Linked DNA regions of Mus musculus: region 1 is linked to region 2. The links are chromatin contacts, called in public Hi-C maps. All regions are on one chromosome and are shown on one strand. The core of a region is the stretch at or near the end of the contact, and the rest is flanking DNA. Distances in the headings are between cores, read along the strand shown. Region 1 overlaps A530072M11Rik (RIKEN cDNA gene A530072M11). Region 2 overlaps Necab1 (N-terminal EF-hand calcium binding protein 1).

Evidence for each region. Hi-C and Micro-C count contacts between places; a contact is called where the count stands out from the background.
Region 1: a contact with region 2 is called in a Hi-C map of the G1E-ER4 cell line, with 3 times the contacts expected there. The contact joins two enhancer-like sites. A contact is called at or near these places in 1 of 15 datasets of contacts at CTCF or cohesin (large pre-B cells), 1 of 484 Hi-C or Micro-C datasets (the G1E-ER4 cell line) and 2 of 115 datasets of contacts at active chromatin or transcription factors (embryonic limb bud and stem cell-derived neural progenitor cells).

Annotation. Positions count from the first base shown.
Region 1 is chr4:16,165,979-16,170,728 of GRCm38.p6, forward strand. The region is part of intron 1 of A530072M11Rik (RIKEN cDNA gene A530072M11); the gene reads left to right. Among named protein-coding and RNA genes, the nearest start is that of A530072M11Rik, 4.2 kb to the left of the region's middle. Within about 2 kb of position 2,638, at least 105 of the 459 cell types and tissues checked have an H3K27ac peak or open chromatin away from gene starts, as enhancers often do. A contact at or near this core is called in the G1E-ER4 cell line, where this site is marked.
Region 2 is chr4:14,954,026-14,958,736 of GRCm38.p6, forward strand. Necab1 (N-terminal EF-hand calcium binding protein 1) reads right to left here. Exons shown (of 13, transcript NM_178617.4): 12 at 3,801-3,892; 13 at 1-1,896. The coding sequence ends at 1,868. Among named protein-coding and RNA genes, the nearest start is that of Gm11837, 26 kb to the left of the region's middle. Within about 2 kb of position 2,261, at least 4 of the 459 cell types and tissues checked have an H3K27ac peak or open chromatin away from gene starts, as enhancers often do. A contact at or near this core is called in the G1E-ER4 cell line, where this site is marked.

The sequences.
Region 1 (4,750 bases), core at 1,388-3,887, 1.2 Mb after region 2:
GGATTCCCTCCTCCTGGATACCCCTTGTTCTCTATATGATAGCAAGTCTCCCCACTTCTTCATGCGCACACTATTCTTGAAATTCTCTCTTGATGCTCTTCTGCTAATCTTGCTTTCCTCTGGGCCATGTCCAGTTAGCTTCCATTTCCCTTAGCTCTGGACTCTTCCAGATGCCCCAGAATGCCCCCCATACCCTTCTCTCTCATCCACAATAAAAACTTTGCTCCCAGATTTTTCTTGGTTTCTTTACTGTGCCCCCACTTACAAAGAACACAAGTATTCGTCACCCCCTTCTTCTTATAGAGAACATCTGACCACTTGTTTTAAGCCCTTGCTCCCTTGCTTTCTTTGCCATAATCAATTGTGCCTTCCAGCTCTGAGCCTAAAATATACTCTTCTTTCTGTAGGTTGCTTTTGCAGGATACTCTATCACAGCAACGGAAAAAATTTCTAAGGCCAAGCTAATTAAGATAAAGTCTAGGCCTTAATCAAAGATGACTGTTGATATAGGAAAAAATGAATCAGATGTGTCGGTATGTGCCCTAAATCCCATTACTTTGGAGATTGAGGCAGTAGGCTCCTGGGTTGGGGGTCAGCCTGTGGGCCTATGGTATCTAGTAGGACGCTCCAATAATAAAGAATAGATATTTAATACCAAGATAGCCATGCATAGAGGGACAACAGAGTGAAGATACAGGAACAAAGGCAACTGCAGTAAATCAAAAAATGACTGAAGTTACCACAGGCTAGGAGAGAGGAATTTAACCGATTATCCCTCATGGCTCTCAGAAGGAAAATTTCTGTAAACACTGAATCTGTTTTCCTTGTCTAATTTTGCTGATTCAAAATTGCTTTTCTGTCACTGTGACCCATTCCTTGAGAAAGTCTACCTGAAGGAAGAAGAGTTTATTTTGCCTTGTGGTTTCAGAGCTATGGTTCATGGTTGGTAGTACCACTGCTTTTGGGGTCCAACGAGCCAGGACGTTATGGCAGGGATCCTGTGTAGTGCAAACCTGTTCACTAGGAAGTATAGAGAAAAATGGAAGGAGAGGGACACTCTTTATCTTTCACAGACAGCATACTGGCAATGTCTGCAGTGGCCTGCTTTCTTTAAGTAGGGCCATGATTTCTATGAACCCCTTCATTATAAGCTGATCAATAGATTATCAATAAGTGAAGCAAGCCTCATGATCTAGCCACCTCTCTGTAGTGCTACCAGCTGGGAAGTAAGCCTTTAATGCATGGGCTTTTGGAAGGCCGCTTCATACACAAACCGCAAATTGTTAGTAGAATTGTAAAATATGTATTTTTTTCAAATTGTTTTAGATTATTCAGAATCATATCTTGGAATTCCATGTGACATTTTGTTTGTATCAATAGCTTTTAATAAATTGCTGAGTGGTACTGCACAGTGTGGGCATACTATAGTTATTTAATCATATATCCATCGAAGAACATTTTAGGTCATCATCATCATTATCATCATTATTATTAATTACTTTTGCTTTTTGAGACAGGGTCTCTCTACATAGCTCTGGCTCTTCTGGAACTCACTATGTAGTTCCCGGCTGGCCTTGAACTCACAGAAATCCAACTACCTTGCCTCCTAAGTGCTGGAATTGAATGTGTTTGCCATCACAGTTGGCCAAAATTCCTAATTTAATTTATTTTTCTGTGTATTTCTGTACACCATGCTTGGTACCCACAGAAGCCAGAAGAGGGAGTACCTTCTGGAGTTACGGATAGCTGTGAGTTGCCGTCGGACGCAGGGAATGTTCCTCTGTAAGAACAGCCAGTGCTCTTTAACTGCTGAACAATCTCTCTAGCCCAACAGTGTCATAGGAAAAAGCTGACTATAAGGTTAGAACGATAGGTCAGAATACCAATGAATCACTCCTTTGTTGATCTCCATATACTCTCAAAGCAGGGAAATATAAGATAGAATTAGCTGAGGTAACCGTGTTTAATAATTTCTTCTTGATAAATGAAAAATCTTTCTAAATGCAACTATATTTTAGTCCTCAAATTATGTTTGGCTTATTATGGTAAAGAATACAGAGAAGATAATTTACTTCAAAATCCCCTTATTTTGATGAATAGAAAAGGGAGATAAACAGTACTGAATACCCACTATTTCATTAGTACATTTAGTTGCCTATAAATACTAGAAACATGTGATTTTTAAATGTGTCTTAAATAGGTATGGTGTATGGCATTCAGTTGATATTAAGAGGTGTGCAAATGAAAATTGGACCTGCCTGGTAATGCATAACTCCAGCCCAATACTCCAAGGCAACACATCTAATAGACATTTAATATACTGTTATCCCAAGTGCTGGAAGTAATAATAAGAATACAAATGTTGTCTCTGCATTCAAAATGCTTTGACTGTCCTAGGAAAGATCAGATGCCAGAACATGCTCACAAGGTCGTGTTTTGCTGAAAGTTCAGGCTTCTCCTTTCAACATCAGGAAAAAACCATGGACAGATTAAGAAAAGTGGCCTTCATAGTGATAGTGTGAATTTCCAGAAGTGACAGTTTGTGAGCTGCAGGGTTGGGATGTTGGAGCACATGTATTGGGCTCAGAGTCCATTTTCTTTCTGGGAACTGCTTTCATTCGATGATAATCTGTTTTCACTTTCACTTTGTACAGTGTCTAATGAGAGAAATAGAGTGACTAGGGGAATTCCCACATGCAAAAAGATGGTGCTGGACAAAGAATCATTAGTACAAAATTTTCCTGGGAATTTCCATTTTCCTGTGGGATTTTATTTGGCAGGTTTCTCGAAATGTGCAGGAACGTACATATAACTAGTTGGCTAGTCTAAATCTAGGAATTTCAGTGCCTGAATTTAACAGAATAGTTTGCTTTTCTATTTTTTTTTCCATAGCTCAAAAATCACGTTCCCTGTCATTCCAAAGTTATAAGCAAGACATGCTGAGTTATACTACCTTTTAAGGCACAGTGATTTTCTCTTTAGGAAGCCAGTCTGTGAAAGAGGATGTGAGCTTAGTACCCTTTTAAAGATCCTGTTTGGGGCAGAGACAGGACTGTGGACAATAGGCAAAGCTGTCCCTACTGAAGTAGCCTGTGGCGATTAGGTCTTAACAGAGAAGGCTAGCACAGCCTCGAGGAAGCAGGAAGTGTGATTAATCAGAGATCCAACACCAGTGGTCTAAGAGATTTCTCGGGAGAAGTTGAAGTGTAGCTGGAAAATACAAAGCACCATGAAGCATCTGTGACCCAATATTGTTCCAGAATTGTTAAAAGGAGCTGAAGTATGCAGCTTCCCAGGGAAGTATTGCATCACAACTCCAGAAGGCAGGCTTTATATCAAGGAGGGGTCATTTGCATGACATACATTATCTATTGAACCTCTGGAGGTAAGAGAAACCCCCCTCTGCCCCCCACATACTTGAACTGTTCTGAAGCTCAACTTACACAATGATTATTAAAGAAAGGGCTTTAAATTAAGCTCAACAAGGTAGCAATGATAGCTACTATTTTCTTACCAGCCCTGCCATTTAATCAAAACTTTCTTATCTGGTTTGAAAAACAGGAAAACAAGTCTCTGCTAACCAGGAGCTTTCTAAGTACTTAGCTTGAATGTATGCTCTCCTGAGGGAAGGTAAACACTTCCACAGGACACTAACCTCAGCTGAGACAACTTAGAGCATGTAGTGAAGCTGGACAGAAATAGATTCTTCATGGGAATCTTCATGGGAATGTCTGAATAGGCAAAAATATGAACATTACCAACCAAGAAGATGAGCAAATGCTCTCCATTCCTTGCTAACAATGAGTGATCACTGCCCTTTTTTCCAATTATGGCACTACCTCGGCTTTTGTCTTTCAGTGACTGGATAAGAAAGTTAAGCACTCAATCAAAACGATCCCTCCTCCTAGACAGTATCTAGTCTGAAGAGGATACCCATTTCCTTGGATGCTCCCTAGGCTCAACTCCTATAGGAAGTTCTTCCTAACAGGGTCTTATTGAGATTCCCTCTGTGTCCCTAGAAACTTGTTTTTCCTGCTTGCAATGAATCAGTAAATGTAGCTTTGCATCACTGTAGATGGGTTTCTTGCTGCCTTTGCCTAGAGAAGGGTGATGTAATTAGCCAACTATCAGCCCTTATTGTATCTCAGGCAGTGCTGCCTCTATGGCCTTTTCAAAGAACAGAACTTGTGAACGAGGAACTTCCACATAATAATGTATGTAAAACAATACTTTCTAGCAAGGGCTACTGTTATTCACAGCTTACTGATGGAGATATTGAGATACAGGGCTGTTATTTGTGTATTGTCCTATGGTATGTGGTTTTATGCTACCGCCTTTAGCTCCAGGAAGTGACCCACTACCAGTCCCGTCTGGCTTCCCTTTAATCTTTGGACAAAACACACACACACACACACACACACACACACACACACACACACACACACACAGTTTGTTCCTTTTCAACCTGCCTTAGGACACAATTGCTGGGCATTACTATCTCCTGCCTGAAAAAGCGTGCCCTTAGTAATAGTTTAATCTCCTCTCCTACCTACCCTAAATTTCAGTGGCTAGTCCCACCTAGCCCCTTCCAAACATTCCTGACTGCCCGTGTGTAGTAGTGGGCACAGGCCCAGCTTCTCCTCCTTCACATGGCTGTTGGCTTCTTCACCCTCCAAAGCAATGCAAAAACTTCCCCTCTCCTTCCTTGTGTCTGCCTTTTCCTCCTGGGACCTGGAAGTCCTGCCTGTCT
Region 2 (4,711 bases), core at 1,011-3,510:
TCAGGTCCTTTTGATTCTACTTTAATATATTTACAGACCTCATTCAAATTTGTAACCAGAGGGCCTTTCTCCAAACTCTGTTTCTGGGAAGAGCGCCCTTTTCAGTTCGACTACTCTACTTTTCAGTAGACTAACTCCTACTTTGAAAAACTACCTAGTGTACAAAACACTTGATAGAATTTTTGGGTTAGATATGAAGTGAACCAGTTAGGACAGCATTGCGATTGGTTGCAGTCCTCATTGTGAAAGCATTTATCCCAGGATTTTCCAGAAGCATGTGTGATTACAGCCTCCTGCGCTTCAGAGCTTATCACAGAGACCACAGTACGTCCCCTGTGCTGTAGGAGAGCTCTGCTGTCCCCTTCCCTTTCCCACGATGGACAGGAAGTCTCAGCAGCCATCAGATAACTCCAGTGATGTCTTGTCTTGCACACCTGTGACAGAAGAGCTGCGGCAAGCTCTGCTTCATACTGCTTGCCCCCTTGCAATCTGAATGCAGTGCATGTGTGCGTGTAAAAATTGCTAGTGTCTAACAGCTATGAAATTTTACATCGATTTATGAGGATTGAATATACAAAACTATTCCACAAAGTACTTAGAGATGGTATTCTCATCTCATAGTTATGAAATGAAATTTTCATTCAAACTCTCTATTTCCCTAGGTATTCCAACTGTTAAAAAACATTTTATGTATATTTTCCCTTAAGACTCAGAGATTTATAAGCATTTGTATGAGAGCATCACGTGATAGTAGTTGCATGTGTATTTTTGTAGCAGAGTCTATAAGCAGAACCTCTAGGGAAGAGTAGATAAGGGGGATAGTTTATCTTAGTTGCCTTAGGAAAGTTTACAAAATAGGTGTATTCAGTTGTAAACTTTTGTGCTTGTTTTAATTTCTTTATTCATTTGAGTTGAAGTTCTACTCTATTTAAAGTTCTGAATTTAAAAATCTTCATTTAAATTCAAGTGCTCATTTTTTATAAGAATAGCTATTTATATGGGTCGCATACCAAAGCCTTCTGACATAAACTTTAATTTCCCTGAAGTAAAGCTCTCCTCTTTGCTCAATAATGTCTAGCTTATATATGAGAATCATAATACTTACAAATAAAGGTTTTACATTAGTAAATGCCCTAAGTTACTATAGATTGTTCACTTGTAAAATACCACTTTACAACATGAGAGATAGACAGAGCTTCTATAGGCTATAGCCTAGGCTGTTTTATGCATTTATGTTAATATTAAAGGAATTATAAAGCAAATAGTTGGAGGACCATATGGAAAAAGAATGTTTCTCTCACAGAAAAATGTGTCACTGAAAAAAGTCACAAAGCACAAATGTAATCCTTTAGAGCAGTGGGTTTCAATGTGTGGGTTGCAACTTCTTTGGGGGTAGCATATCAGATATTCTGCATATCAGATATTTACATTATGATTCATAACAGTAGCAAAATCACAGTTATGAAGTAGCAATGAAATAATTTTATGGTTGGGGTTGTCACAATATGAGGAAAGTATTAAAGGGTCGCAGCAATCAGAAGGTTGAGAACACTGCCAGTTTACAAACCCTGGCCTATGTTTTAGAAGTTCTCACCTAGCATTTTTACCACAATTATCACATTTTATTACTTTATTTATATACCATTTTCATATATTTGGATTTTGTTATAATGATTGATCACAATGTAGCAGATCAATTGCCATCAAATATCAAGAGCAACAATTTTGCAGAATACACTTTAAAGAGTGTGCCAACACACAGTGAACAAAGGTATGCAGCTGATTGACGACCACAGAGAACTTCCCAGTTTACGTTTCAGATAAGAACACTTACACTTGGAACAATAAAGACATTGTGTAGGGACATCTAATTGTTGTTCAGGATCCACCATGAAGCTGAAAGGAGAAAAAAAATGATAATATGTGGTTTTAGGGCGGAAAAAGTCCAAACTGTAGAGACCATTTATCCCTTTATCTTCAGTCTGCAGAATTGCTTTTCTCATTTTAAATTTTAGGTGCTTTGAGATAAGGAGTTATTCCTGTGTAATTATACTGTGGGTTTTTGTACTTTGTTGTCTAAGACTTTATAATATATGAATATACGTAATATATTCATCTTTGTAACAAGATTATAAACACTTTGATGTTGCAATCTTCCTAATCTTAGCAGTTGTTAGGAAACAACATAATGTATTTCTATACCTGTTTCAGTCTAAGCAAATGGATGTATTACAAATATTATAAATGTGTTCCCCAATGAGTGTAAATATGCAAACATACCAATGGCAAAGAAGCCCCACTACAGGCATGGCTTGGTAAAGAGCAGGCGGCAAGGAGTCAGCTTTGTTTAAAGTTTCTGACTGCTTGTACTGGGACCTCCTTTCCTGGGGACCTTCTTCCCTCTATGGCAAGGATATTCTGGTTCCTTAACTGAGTACTTTACACGCCTCCTGTCTGTGTGGCGTCTGACAGTTGATGGGCCTGCATTGCTCTATTTCAGCATGCATCATTTGACTTTTGAGTTTCAAAGGGATATACTCTGGCTGGTTTCTATGCTTATGTCTGAATGGTATTTGGCTTACTTGAAATATATCTTACTTTTGTTTTTCTAAACATCATAGCTGCCATTTTCCGATTTTAGAAACTCTCAGATTCTCAGTTCTTATCTGTACATGTCCCCATTCAGAATGCATCTTACTGTGGTTCTGCAGTTGGCATCCCAGCAGGAAGGATCCTGGGGTGGGTTCTTTTCTTCCCTGGCCTGGGTCACTGTCCTGCTTGGTCAGTTACCACTCCATGATGGCTATTTCTATTCTAGCTGTCAGTTATTACTGATTCGACCATGTTGTTATCCATTTATAGAAACTCCAGGAACTCAAAATTTTTGTCCATATATCTAAGATACTCTCTACCTTCAAGTTGAGAAAGGTAACTTCTTTAAGTCTATAAAGCAAGTGTTGCTTCTAGTGATAACTATTTTGTGCTTTGAACTGTGTTTTATTTTATGTAAATGTGTGCTTTTTGTAAATATGTATATATTTCCACACATATAAAAACATATAGACATATGTTTAAACTGGATATATATACATATATATGTATATATGTACATGTATATATGTACATATATTTTAAACTGGATAGACAGCCTTTATCCTTAGAGACTATGTTTTTACTCTGTAGTTAGTTAGCTCCTAGCAAAATGCTCAGTCAGAAGAGGATCCCAGCAGTGCCAATAGCTAGCTTAAGTATCCCAGGAGCCCCACGGTCAAGCTCTCAATCGTACTCAGTAAATATATGCTTAGTTAGTGACTGAGTCAGTGGGTAGGCAGCAGGTGAACTTTCTCAGCAATCTTACGCTTTTCCCAGATTTATAAGACAATCTCATTCCAAACATGTCTCCTCCTGTTCTTTCTCCCACTTACAAACATCATTTTCATAACTATTATAATGAACTTTTCTAACATAATTCTATGATCACTTATTTCAAATTGCATTCAGCATACTAGATTGTAATAAGAAAGCATTTGAATACTTTTTTATGTATATAGGTTGACTTAGATTTTACTAAAATTGTGGTGACCAACTAACTACTAGCACTAGGTTTAATGTAGCTACAAACAAAAAGTCATTAAGGACAAAAGACAATAAAATATTTCTTTCCCCTCCTCAAATTGAAAATGAAGGAACAGGACAGAAAACACCACTGATTAAGTGTGGGAGATCATGCTGTCTTATAAGACAGGGCAGTGGTGGCAGCAAAGCACATAGAAGCATGGAGCACGCTCCAGGATAGTTACCAGGAACTAGCATGGTAGATGTGAGCTCTGGAGTTTCCAAGAAATCCACGTTGCTTCTTTGGAACGTCTTGCTGTAATTCGTCTGGAGGTGGCTGCAAAATGATTGCAGGTTAAAGCTGCACGTATTTAAACCTTCCTAGGTAGAGTACAGCAGAGATCAAATCCAACCTGATGTCAAGATTTGGAGTGGTTTGAACTAAATGCCCAGATATAGTCTGCTCTTGATGCTTATTTAACTTTAGTAGAATCTACAGAGTAGTAATTGTCACAAAATTTAAATGAAAGGCATTTAGGATAAGCATATTAGACATGCTACATTGGGAGGTAGGCTAAATCCCAGGAGAAATGGACAAATGAAAAGCAACTTGATATGTTCATATGTAAAGAACAGGAACTGTAAATTTTCCATGATTGGAGAATGAGGTGGGATTTAAACTATCTTTAACAAGGCCAGAATGCTTGGAGTTGCTGTCAGGGTCCCTGCCTGAAGTGCTATAGTTGGTACTGACTGTGTCTTCATTACTACACAGTGAGTGCCAATTATTTCTCACCAGGCAAGCACTCTGCTGCGTCCCTGGACTGCCCCTTGAAGCCACAAAAAACAATGTAAGATGAAATACAAATCAGTTGAACTTCCCAGACTTCTCTTACCTTTATTACTATATTTAGCACTTCCAAACACTGATAGTGAGAGTTATATTTTCTGTGCTACCTAAAATCACCAGGAACTGTTTATGTAATAGAATAAAAAGTTCCTTCATGTCATATTTAAAATTGCATATTTGTTAGTAAATTTACTAGATTGTGACATAGTACAGCACTGGAATACTTTTAAGTATAGGAGTTGAGTTACACTTAAATAAATTGTGATGACCAACAGCTACCAATATTAGGTTTATTGTAGCTAGAAA